Regions from separate parts of the Mus musculus genome. Here region 2 is linked to region 1. The links are chromatin contacts, called in public HiChIP or PLAC-seq maps. All regions are on one chromosome and are shown on one strand. The core of a region is the stretch at or near the end of the contact, and the rest is flanking DNA. Distances in the headings are between cores, read along the strand shown. Region 1 has its middle 65 kb from the start of n-TVcac1. Region 2 overlaps Aadacl2fm3 (AADACL2 family member 3).

Region 1 (6,604 bases), core at 2,321-4,820:
CATCCCACACCGATAAAATTCAATGGCTTAATTATATTCTGGTGTGGGTGGATCAGTGGTCTTTACCTAAAGAAAAAAATAGAAGCTGCCTCTTCGTTAGTGCAGGAGCAACTAGAGGCAGGACATTTAGTAGAATCTCAGTCCCCTTGGAATACACCAATTTTCATTATCAAGAAAAAATCTGGTAAATGGAGATTGTTACAAGATTTAAGAAAAGTTAATGAGACCATGGTATCTATGGGAACTTTACAACCTGGGCTTCTGTCCCCAGTAGCCATTCCTAAAAGATATTATAAAATTGTGGTAGATCTGAATGATTATTTCTTTACTATTCCTTTGCATCTTAAGGATTGTGAAAGATTTGCTTTTAGTGTTTCTTCTATAAATTTATTTATTTATTTATTTATTTATTTATTTATCATTATACATAAGTACACTGTAGCTGACTTCAGAGGCATCAGAAGTGGGTGTCAGATCTCATTATGGGTGGTTGTGATCCACCATGTGGCTGCTAGGATTTGAACTCAGGACCTTCGGAAGAGCAGTCAGCACTCTTACCTGCTGAGCCATCTCGCCAGCCCCCCCCCCCCTTCTATAAATTTTAAGGAACCTATGAAGAGATATCAATGGACAGTTCTCCCACAGGGCATGGCTAATAGTCCTACCTTATGCCAAAAGTTTGTGGCACAAGCCATTCAGCCTGTGAGACAACAATGGCCTATGATCTACATCATTCATTTCACAGATGATGTTTTGATGGCAGGAAAAGACCCCCCAGGATTTTGCTTTTGTGATATAGAGATTTACAAAAAGCTTTAGCTGGTAAAGGATTACAGATAGCTCCTGAAAAAATACAAACTCAGGATCTTTATAATTATTTGGGCTTTAGACTTACTAATCAAGCTGTTTTTTTTTTCCCCAGAAGATAGTTATTCGCAGAGACAACTTAAGAGCTTTGAATGATTTTCAAAAATTGTTAGGTGATATTAATTGGCTTCGCCCCTATTTAAAGCTTACTATGGGGGAGTTGAAACCTTTATTTGATATTCTTAAAGGGAGTTCTGATCCTACCTCCCCTAGATCTTTAACCTTAGAAGTATTGCTGGCCTTACAACAAATGGAAAAAGCTATTGAAGATCAATTTGTCACTTATATAGATTACTCTTTGCCTTTACATCTCTTAACTTTTAATACAATTCATGTGCCTTCAGGATTGTTGTGGAAAAAGTCTCCTCTAATGTGAATACATTCGAGGATATCTCCTAAGCATAATATCTTGCCATATTATGAAGCAGTAGCTCAGATGATTATCCTTGGAAGGAAGCAGGCACTAACTTATTTTTGCAAAGAGCAAATATTGTTCAGCCTTACAACATAGGTCAAGACACTTGGCTGAAGTAGCACAGTACAGATTGGTTGCTTGCTCAAATAGGATTTAAAGGAACTATAGACAGCCACTACCCTCAAGATAGGTTGATAAAATTTTTGAATGTACATGAGGTGATATTTCCTAATATGACCTCTTTACAACAATTCTGTTCTTGTGTTTACTGATGGCTCCTCAAAAGGGCAAGCTGGATTTCTTATAAATAATCAACAGGTAATCATAAAGACTCCTGGTCTCTCAGCTCAATTAGCAGAATTAACAGCAGTACTGAATGTCTTTCAGTCTGTGAATGATGCTTTTACTATTTTTACTGATAGTTTATATGTTGCACAATCGGTACCCTTATTGGAGACCTGTGGTATGTTTAACTTTATACGCCAGCAGGATCCCTGTTTTCACAATTGCGAAACATCATTCTTGCCCGAAAACATTCATTCTATATTGGACACAAACGATTTCATTCTGGTTTTCCTGGACCTTTAGCTGAAAGCAATGATTGCATCGATAGAGCTCTAATAGGAGACGCCTTAATTTCAGAACCTGTTGTTTTGGCCAAATGTGATCATGAAAAATTTCATCTCTCTAGCTATACCTTAAGGCTCCGACATAAGATCACTAAGGAGCAGGCAAGAATGATTGTAAAACAATGTCCTAAATGTATTACATTATCTCCAGTGCCACATTTAGGAGTTAATCCATGAGGTCTTATAACTAATCATATTTGGCAAATGGATGTAACTCATTATGCAGAATTTGGAAAATTAAAATATATACATTTTGTATTTGTATTGACACTTGTTCAGGATTTCTTTTTGCTTCTCTGCATACTGGAGAAGCCTCCAAAAATGTAATTGATCTTTGCCTACAAGCCTTTAATTCCATGTGATTGCCTAAACTTATTAAGACAGATAACGGGCCATCCCATTCTAGCAAAAATTTTACTTCATTTTGTAAAGAATTTGGCATTAAACATAAAACTGGAATTCCTTATAACCCCATGGGACAAGGAATAGTTGAACGTGCTCATCTCACTTTTTAAAAATTGGCTTTTAAAAATGAAACAAGGGCTGTTATATCCCCCAAGGTCACCAAAGGCACATCTTGCTTTTGCTTCATTCTAAATGTTTTGCAAACTGATGTTAAAGGTCAGTCTGCAGCAGATCGCCACTGGCATCCAGTTACTTCTAGTTCTTATGCCATGGTAAAATGGCGGGACCCCTTAACTAACGAATGGAAGGGTCCAGACCTGGTCGTAACCTGGGGAAGGGGCTCGGTCTGTGTCTTTTCACAAAAAGAAGATGGAGCATGATGGCTGCCTGAAAGATTAGTTCGTCAACTGGACACAGATCCTGAATCTTCCAGTAAGTATGACTCTGACCTTGATTATAGCTAAAAATCCTCTTTAGCCGAAAAGTTAATTTGGAGCACAGCCTCCTCTCCCAGAAAGTTACAGCCTTTCTGTGATTCTCAAAGTCACCACCCCAACACTAGGACCTCTGAGTCTAATCCTGATCATTGCTTATTTGCAATTGAATGGAGTACCCGAACTTCCCCCAAAGAAGCTTTTGTACTGTTGCTTTTCACTGTCTTGACTTTGTTTTTCAAGCAGGTCAGTCAACTCCCTTCAGCCTGACTGCAGCAGGTGTGCAGCCTCACCTCCAACAGTGCAGGTGGCAGTTATTAATCTTCATCAAGAAGCATTCTAAGTACATATTGTGGCTTTGGTCTGAATTGGAAATAAGGTGTGCTAATGAAGGCCGGACAGTCAATGACAGGCACCCATATCTCAGAACCATACTAATCTAACACAGAGGTACATGCCAAAAGGCTGTAGCTGTTGATAACACACACACCACAGAGCCATATTTTGTGTGAAATATAACACAAACAATCTGCATGTAGCTTCCAAGACAGAATTGGATGGTTCAGGAAGATCTAAGATTTCCTAAGACAGGCACGCCTACCAGCCACCATAACTCCCAGGCAGGACTATAGAGCATAAATAAATTTTATGCCTCAGTCCAGTTTTTTTAGTATTAATAACAGGGAGGAAATTGTAACCTCCCCACATCCTGAAGCAGGCTGAGCCAGACCTTGACCTTGCTGCCACTAAGGAGATTACCTAAGGTGGAGCCTTCCTCCCTAGATCACTCTATTGTTCAGCCAATGCAGCTGTTCCTCTTTAAGATACTGCTACCTGCTGGGAGGCTGCTGAGCTATTCCAGAGACTATACCCTATCCTGCACATCTTTACCTGCAGCTGGTTCCAGGCTCCAAGGATGAATTGGCTGGAATGGGCCTCCCCCCTCCCCCTTTATAAGCACATTTGCCATTAAACATATGAGCTTTAATCAGGAACCTTGACTTAACTCCATTTTTCTCTCAAATGCCTAAATCCCCTCTCTTTCAGCTCTGGCCTGCCACTCAGGTATACCCTGTCCATGTGAGCCGCTGGCCAGCTCACAACACTTTCCTAGAAGCATAAACATGAAAGCACGAGGACATGCCAATACTTATGTTAATAGTATCAGAGAAAAATATAAATGTCAAAGGCAGCACAGCCTGAGAGATGTTTTCCTGCCTTGATCTCCTGTGTATCCAGGTGACTCTCCTGAACACAAGAGAGAACTGGTTGGGGAGAGGGCATTGTTCTGGGTGAGGGGCCTTGTTGTGCTGGAAGAGACTGAATGTGAGCTGGTGCAAACTGAGAGAGGACACCAAACCAAACTGCAGTATCTCAGTGTACTGCAAGCAGTATAAACACAGAGGAATCCCCCCAAAATTCACAACTGCTGACAAAACAAAGTAAAAATCATGGAGTAAATAGAATTCTAAGGTGACCTTCAAGGTTCCCAGTCACTGGGAGATCCACATTATCTGACATAGTCAATTAAATAATAAGCTTAGTACTCTGAGGAGAAATTATGTAAGTGAAATGAAATTTTCAGACAAGGGGCCTTCAGATCAGGTGACTAGATTAGATACCCTAACCAATCACGTGGTCCCTTAAATCAAGGATTTACATTTTCTGCACAAAAGACAAGTCTGAGAGGGGAAAAATGGAGGCCATGTGAGCTATCTCAATTGCCTCTTAAAGTAAAAGGGTTCACATGGCAACCTTTAAAAAAGAGATGGCTTCCCAGAAAGTAACTGAAAAAAAAATAAAAGCTGAAAAACAAATTGAGGCCAGTTATGGTTGGGCACAGCTGAATTCCCAGCAAGAGGGATTTCACTTGGAAAAAGAATTATGAGTTCAAAGTGAATCTTGGCAGCATAGCGCCAGTGCTTCAGGTCAGCTTTACTATGAAGTAATCCTTTTTCTCAAAATATAAAAGAGACTGGTAGGGAGTTAGAGACATAGAGAGATAGGAGAAGAAGAGCAGAAGGGAAAAGAGGGAGGAATGAGAGAAGAGGGAAAGAAAGAGAGAAGGAGGAGAAGGGGAGGGGAAGATTAAGAAGTAGACAATGTAGGAGAGGGAGAGAGAGAAGGAAAGGGAAAAGGGGAGAGGGAGGGGAAGTGGAAAGGAGGGAGGGGGACATGGAGGGGTAGGGGTACAGGTATGGTTAGAAGGAGGGGAAGAGGGAGAGAGGGAGAGGAGAGGTAGGGGATGAGAGAGGGAATGTTCTTAGACAGAATGATTCTTTAGTTTTACAGCCATAGAAAATTACAGAGGTTCAGTATAGATATCTAAAGATCTGCATCTTGTAGCATACTTTTGCTAGTTGGTTTTTATTTTCCACCAGTCGCTTGGTTCACATGCAACAGGCAAAACCAGAATGATTTTATGTGGGAACTGAGCACCCAAGCCAAAGCTACAGGGGTCTGAATTTTCAGTGGGGGTTGTGAGAGGATATTCTAATTGCTGATATAAATGTTGATCACTGTGAGAAATTTTAGTGCTGTTTCCTTTGCTATCCATTTGATGAAAAAAGAAATTGAACTGGGCATTAGAATATCAGAAGGCTGACATTGTCTTATAAATACCAAGCAAAATGGGTAGGGTGGGGTCAGATCTTCCATCTCTACCACTGACATATGGTGCTTCTTCTAATGCCTATTTCTGGAATGTTTGTCAAATTCAGGATGATGAGGTCACATGGGTTATTTTCATGACTTCTAGTCTGATGCATTGAGTCCTTTGATCTACACATCTATTTTTAAGTCTGTGTCATGCTTATTTCCTTCCTATGGCTCAGCACTATAAGAAATCTAGTACGAGGTTTTGTGGGAATTTGTCAATCAGCATTCTTTTCCCTAGAACTCTTTTGTTGTGCAGGATCTTTTGTAATTCCTGATGCATTTAAGATTGGTTTGCAGTGACACTGCGGTTTTAAATGATGGCCTTGAATCTACAGTAGGCTTTGTATAATGGATATTTACTCAATAGTAAATAGTGATATCTGTAGTTATGTTTGGTTTTTCATTTTCTAGTATCCTGCTCAGTTGTTTTAAGTTTTTAACCTGTTGCCACACTGTTAAATGAATACTAAGGTATTATTTTCTCAAATTATTGATGATGAGATTATTTTAGTGATTTATTTCCAAAGGGATTGCCAGCTGTATAGAGAAAGACTACGGATTATTATATTTTAATTTTGTCTCCATCCACTTTACTTTCCATGTCTTAGTGTTTTCTGGTAGACTATTATTAGGGGCACTTATATTTTGAAACATGTGCAAAAAAGGAGGCTGAGACTTCTCCTTAGTCTTCACATCTCTTATTTGTTCATCTTGTCTTATTGCTCTAGTGAATATTTTAGCATTAAATAAGAATAAGAAAATTGTGCATTTTTACCCAAATGTTTCTTTATATATCCTTTATTATGTTGAGATATATTTCTTCCCATTTAGAGAATTTTATCATGAAGATTGCTGTGTTTTGTGAAAATACGGTTTTTGCACCTATTAAGAAAACCATATAACTCCTTTGAGTTCATTTATATCATTTACAACATGTATTGGCTTATACATATTGAACCATCCCTGAACATCTGCAATCAAATCTACTTATGGAGAGTGAAACTTCTTCATGTGTTTTTGAATTGGCTAACATGTATCTTTTAAATATTTAATCCCAGATATTTGTTTGTCCATATAATTGGTCACAAAACAGGCCTCAACAGATACAAAAATATTGAAATTGTCCCATGCATACTATCAGATCTCCATGGACAAAGGGTGATCTTCAATAACAACATAAATAATAGAAAGCCAAC
Region 2 (6,604 bases), core at 2,733-5,232, 340 kb after region 1:
AGAAGTACGGCTATCAGGATTGAAACATTTGTGGAAAATGTTGTGTGCTGGAGTGGGAACACTAAGACCTGCACCAATACTGCCTACCAGCAGATCTTGTCCTTTCTGCTTCCATTCCATATATTCTGCTTTGTCAACCACACTGGGAAGAAAAAGGAACGGTTTCTACTCAACCATTGCTACATCTGCTTCTTCATTTCTCTGGGGTGTCTACTAAAGTTTGTCAAAGTAGCTTCATGTAAAGTCTTGAAATAATTCAAGAAACCTATCACAGGGTGGTTATTATATACCTCTTTTCATGAGATGGCTTTTCTAGCTAGGAAGGAGGGGATAGCCATCCAACTGCAGTGGTTTTCCATCCAAGGTTCTAGTACAGTGCAATGAAGGAGAGGGTCTCGGGGTTCATAGAGAGCTGAACACCACACATTGACTCTGGGGTAAAAGTAACTACCTTAAAACTCTGTGAGATATAAAAGACTAAAAAAAAGGCAGCAGTTTTGTTAACATCTGGACCCCCTTTGATCAAATCAGACCCCATGACTTCTCCAGCTGGTTAATGGATAAAATATTTGTGGTTACTGCTCAGATTTCCATGGTGTTAATAAATCCAAGCAATGATAAGTCTTCAATTACTGACCTTCAATTACTGGTCCTTTATAGGGACCATTATAAGTGAAGGTCCTATTCACCAGAGCTTCTGAGAGATTTGGTATGTGATACTCTGAAAGTACTTTAGTGTACCAGGAACTACTCTTTTGGGGTTTCTCATAACAAAGGATGGTGGTAGGAAGTACTTAGAGGTCAGGACAAACATCCCTGTATCTTACAATTTAACACAAAGACATGGAAGAAGTAACTGTGTGGCTCAGCATAGGGCTAGAGAGAACTTCAAACCCAGACACTCCCTCCCTTAGCTCTTTCCATTCTGCTAACCTGTTGATTTGCTGGCATTTCTTGGTTTCTTTTGATGTAAACTTTGTGGAGTTTAAAATACTGCTGAGAAAGTCATTCTTCACTTTTTTCTTAATGTGTGAGTGATTTGATTTAATTAATTTTTCTCTTTTTTTGTGTGTCTTTGTGGATTTATATTCACATGAGTGTGCATATTTGTTTGCTCTGGCATGTACATATGTTGTACATATGTGTGTTTAAGCATGTGGCAGTCAGCTGTTTCCTCATTTTCCTTTCCTTTCCTTTCCTTTCCTTTCCTTTCCTTTCCTTTCCTTCTTTCTTTCTTTTTTTTTTTTTCTGAAATAGGCTCTTACTGTGAGGCATTTATTGGCCTGTAACTTAATATGTAAACCAGTTTTGCCTTGAAAGTCACATATATATTACTTTCTACTGATCCTGGAGCTCACTAGGATCACCTATTAGATTAAATAGCCAGTGAATTCAGATGTTCCTTTCTTTCTCTACCCTAGCCTAGCACTGGGGCTAGCTCCTACTATATCCAGGTCTAATTTCAGGTCATGTTCTTGAGGCTTATTCTAGCAAGGATACTACCAATTGAGCCATCTCCCAAGAATAAGATTGCACTTAACTCATAAATTTCTTGTTTATCTCAATGAGCCATGAAAAACTTAAACTGAAGCCGGGAGTGGTGGCGCACGCCTTTAATCCTAGCACTCGGGAGGCAGAGGCAGGCGGATTTCTGAATTAGATGCCAGCCTGGTCTACAAAGTGAGTTCCAGGACAGCCAGGGCTATAGAGAAACCCTGTCTCAAAAAACCAAACCAAACCAACCAAACAAACAAACAAAAAACTTAAACTGAAGTATAATCTTCCTGTTTCTCAAGAACCATCAGGAGGCGTTACCTCAACTGGGGGCCATATCAATTATACATGAGAGAGCTACTGCTTGTCTTAGCCTCAGTTTTACTCTTGTACTACTTACTCTCCAGATGATCTGGGACACTACATTTAATTTGGAAAATTACCAGCCTAAAGACACTGGGAAGGATCAAGAGTCTGACAACATTTTCTTAGGAAAAAAAAATTCTTTCTTCATTTCCCTTATGAACTTGATGGACTGTGTCTATTGTATGTGCATTTTGGAGTTTGTCAGATAATTTTTGGGGGAATGTGTTCTTTGATGGGGCTTGTCCTTGATCTAAACAGATCTTCCCCGTGGAGGATTGGAGGGCTGTAGAGACAGACATTTGTGGTTGTGGTAGTACTGTATAAAACACATGTGCTGCCTAAGTGATGACCCTTTGGAGGCCACTGTACATTTTCTCCTGAAGTGAACAGGACTATAAAATGAAAGGGAAGAATATCCTTAAAGCTACAAACTCTCATTTCTGGTAAAGACAGGTTACACATAAATTGTTCGACTACTTCCTTTTGCCCTTCTGATTTTTGTATTTTCTGTCATATTATAGTACTAATTAGCTAAAGGTAAGGCATATGATAGTACTGTTTTCAACATGTAACAACAAATGGTTATGTTCATTTGAATGAGTATTGACATGCTGTTTTATTATATTTATTGTCTGCTCCTTTAGTTACTATTTATCAAATATTGTTAAAAGCAAGTTGGGTATCATGACATATGTCTATGTCCAGATCACTTGGGAGGCAATAACTTTTATATAGATAAAAATAACTTGTCACCAAAAACTAAAAAAGTATTTTTAAACATAACCTTTCTGTCATGTTCAGTAGGACTCTTCAGATCATGGTCCTATTTTCTTGCCATGTGTGAATGAATATGTGTGAACAGGAGAGTGTGTACCACTTTCTCACTGAAGAAGATGAATGATGTTCATGTTTCAAAGAATGAGAAAATATGAGAGTAATCATTAGACACTGGGTTTGTAAATTTATTTACCTCAAGTTACTAAAACAAAGGTGCCACTCCTTCTGCTTAAAAGCTATTAACTCATTAACACTCATACTGTTTTACAGCTACAGGATGATCCAGAATACAAAAACAAAATTAAGGCACAAACCTTGCTATATCCTGCACTACAGGCACTTGATACCTTAATGCCATCTCATAGAGAATATAAGCATGGTCCCTTTCTGACAAGGAAGGTAGCAATTAGGTTGACGTGTCTATATTTATCAGAAGATAAAGAATTGCCCAAGACAATACTGAGAAATGCTCATGTACCTCAAGAGTCAAGACATTTGTTCAAGTTTGTTAACTGGAGTGACTTCCTTCCTGAAAAGTACAAAAAGAACCATGTTTACACTGAACCAGTTCTTGGAAATCTAAATGCATCCCATCCAGGACTTGTGGATAGTAGGGCATCACCTTTGTTAGTCAACGATTCCCAGTTACAGAAATTGCCATTAACTTACATCCTCACATGTGAACATGACATCCTAAGAGATGATGGACTTATTTACGTCACACGACTCAGAAAGGTTGGAGTTCCCATCATCCATGACCATGTAGAGGATGGAATTCATGGAGCCATATCATTTTCCACAGCACCGTTTTATTTAAAATTAGGTCTGAGATTAATAGATAAGTATATAATTTGGTTAAAAGAAAATCTGTGATGGTACATGTAGCTAGTTGGTCATTTATTTAGCAATGTAACCAAAACATTATACTTTAAAATATTTTAAAATTAAAGAGTTAAACTATGACTTGAACTTTGGATAAACATAACTTAATTGGGTGTGTTAGGACAGTTACTTTGCTAATTTTCAATGCTGACAAAACTGCGATATTTGTTTCATTGTCATCTTTATTATCATGAGTTAAGATACTCTCTAAGATTTCTAATCTACTAGTTCAGTACTAAAAATTGAGATTCTGATACTTTAGATAAACTTAAAAATTATGATTAAAATTGCCAATGTTCCATTGACTGCAGCTTGCAGTTTGATTGCAAATTTAAGATCTTTAATTCACCTATATATTGTAATTAGAATAATTACAAGAGTAATCACCTTATGAAAGCACTAATTAGGCTATACAGCCATACAAAGCTCAGAGCTGCCTCAGCGGGGCTTGTGGAGTTCTTTTGTTTTGCAAACTGTGACTAAGGAAGTTCTTGGGACCTCACCCCTCCCTGTGTTCAAGGGAATTTCTTTTTAGCTAAAAGAACATTGTTGCAGATCTATCCAGATGTTGTTCTAAATAATGCTTAAATTCAGAATTTATAAAAAGTCAATCAGCTGTAGAACTTATAAAGACACTACAATCTGGCTTGCTTACTTCATATACAGTTATTATAGTTTTAAAAGTTTGTCTTTTCCTTTGCATCCTGATAATTGTAAAGGATTTGCTTCTAGTGAACTGGTGATCACGGGAAAATTTTGCCTGTAGGTGTGGCTAATATAGCTTTACATTATGTAAGAAAAATTTTTATTGTCTCTGCTTCAATACAAGAAGCTAAGAGTTTGAATCTTTCCGTGTATATTGTTTCCTAAGTGGAAAGTATTTTATTAGCTAAAGCCTCTAAAGGGAATTTTACTTCAAATCTTTGCTTTCACACAATAAGCTTTAAAGTTCTGGGGAGTAGTTGTTGCTCCATAAGATTCAGAGGCAATATCTTTTTTAATATTTAGGGCTTTAGTTATGCTAGAAAATTGTGGTACAGAAAATCTAAGAAAGAGAAATTGATTTGCTTCAAAATTTTTATTTTCAAAAGCTTCCAAGAGATGTTAATCAGCTAAGATCTCACCTTAAACTCACCACAGGGGGACTTAACCCTTTGTTAGGTGCTATCAAGTGAGATTCAAATTAACTGGTGAGAAACAAAAAAGCAGAAGAAACTTCTATGATCAATTGTTATCAGTCATGATCAATGGTAATCAAATATTAGCTGCTTATTCTAGTTATTGTTATGAGCCCACAGCAATACTTTGACAGAGAAAGCAATCAATGGCTACCCTTATTTCTGATTAATAAACAAATAAAATATGCACATGTGACTATTTAATACCTATTCAGGCTTTCTAGTTATGAAAAGGATCCACTTATTGGTACATGGCATGATCCTGAACAGAAAGTTAATATGGGGAAGAGAGGGAGTGTTTCTGTTTTTTCCACAGAATGCTTCCAATGTGACAGGCTGACCTGTGAGTTCCTGAGTGCCTTGACAGTGGTGACAAGAAAGCTGTTTTGAGCACACAGAGAAAGAGGAATCAGGGAAAGCAGCCACTTGCAAACAAGATGAAGAAACTTCCGATCTCTGCCATGGGATACAGCAAGGAGAGCTGACCTGGTGTCAACTTGGGACAACTAAAAATGATGACTCGTGAGGGAGAAGACTGCTACAGAGTATTGGACAAGATTTTATCAGAGACACTGGTTTTGGCCATTCGGGCTGTAAAAGCTTGTGTGCCTTACCTGTATGCTATATTGTTATATAGTTTTAAGAGTTCAGATCACCAATCTTGGCAAGTTTTTTCATATTCATTGTAATTCTTGTCAATTAATTAATTGTGTAGATCCTAATTTAGATAAGGAATCTGCTGTTATGATTTTGTTAAAGAGACCTGCTTATGTTTTGCTGCCTATTAGAGTTAGGAAATGATCCTTGGTTTAAAAATCTGGGAATGCAAACTTTGGAAAGGTATCTACCACAGCTTTAGATCAGCAGCTGCATACTGCTCATTTTGTTAATGATATGCATAAGAATATTTCTGTAGCCTTGTCAGAGCTGCATATTATAGATAAAAAATTGGAGGCAAAGGTTAATGCCCTAGAAGAAGTAGTGCTGGCAATAGGGGAAGATATTGCAAATATTAAGGTTAGGTTAGCTACTAATTGTCAAGCTTCATTCCAATACATTTGTGTCACCCCATTAACTTATAATACAACCATTGATTGGGAAAAGACTAAAGCTCATTTGCAGGGAGTATGGAGAGATACTGATATTTCTCATGACTTGGAACAGATAAAGGGAGAAATTTCAGATATTAGCAAAAGATATTTGGACACTTGGAACATTGATGAATTGGCCAAAGATTTAAAAAATAACCTAAGTTCAATGAATCCCCTGGATTGGGTTCAATATATAATCCTACTTGCTATTATTATTGGCATTATTTTATTAGTAATCGTGTTTCCACTCACCTTTAGAGCACTCCTGAGAACTGTAGCTATGACGAGGCAGGACATTCTGGAACTTCGGCTGAAAAAAAAAAAAGAAAGGGGGAGAATGCTATTCACACTCCAGTAAAGTTTGCTTGGCAGGCCGAGAGACCTGGGAGCACTCACGAGGCAAAGAGTTTCACAGAAACTCACCTCCTGAAACTTTGGTGTTCTCATAACCCCTATACTCATACCCTATCCCCATGTTAGTCTGGTGTATGGAACCACGTGCTCTCTTTTAGTATTATTTTATTATAAGTGCCTTTTAAGATTAAATCCTGAGATAGCTAAGCCTTTGCCAGTTTTCCAACATCCCAGAAAATCCTTGAAGCCGACAAACTTGGAATTCAGTAAGAAGGTTACCCATTCTGTAACATTCAAATTTACTTCTAGTAGAGACAGTAAAACTAATTAGGCATTACAAAGAACAGAGCCAGAATAGTTCAGGGCTGGTCTGCAGAGTGTTTACTTGAGACAATAGCCAGTCTTACCCAGACAAGGAAATTTACAATGGCCTAGTGAACAGGTGGTTCACCATGAAAGAGT

Evidence for each region. HiChIP or PLAC-seq counts read pairs in DNA pulled down with a chosen protein or histone mark.
Region 2: a contact with region 1 is called in an H3K27ac HiChIP or PLAC-seq map of embryonic stem cells, with 3 times the contacts expected there. The contact joins two enhancer-like sites. A contact is called at or near these places in 1 of 15 datasets of contacts at CTCF or cohesin (the NIH/3T3 cell line) and 1 of 115 datasets of contacts at active chromatin or transcription factors (embryonic stem cells).

The regions. Positions count from the first base shown.
Region 1 is chr3:59,537,176-59,543,779 of GRCm38.p6, forward strand. No RefSeq gene overlaps it. Among named protein-coding and RNA genes, the nearest start is that of n-TVcac1, 65 kb to the left of the region's middle. Within about 2 kb of position 3,571, at least 5 of the 459 cell types and tissues checked have an H3K27ac peak or open chromatin away from gene starts, as enhancers often do. A contact at or near this core is called in embryonic stem cells, where this site is marked.
Region 2 is chr3:59,873,804-59,880,407 of GRCm38.p6, forward strand. Aadacl2fm3 (AADACL2 family member 3) reads left to right here. Exons shown (of 5, transcript NM_001243003.1): 5 at 2,908-3,510. The coding sequence ends at 3,510. Among named protein-coding and RNA genes, the nearest start is that of Aadacl2fm3, 16 kb to the left of the region's middle. Within about 2 kb of position 3,983, at least 2 of the 459 cell types and tissues checked have an H3K27ac peak or open chromatin away from gene starts, as enhancers often do. A contact at or near this core is called in embryonic stem cells, where this site is marked.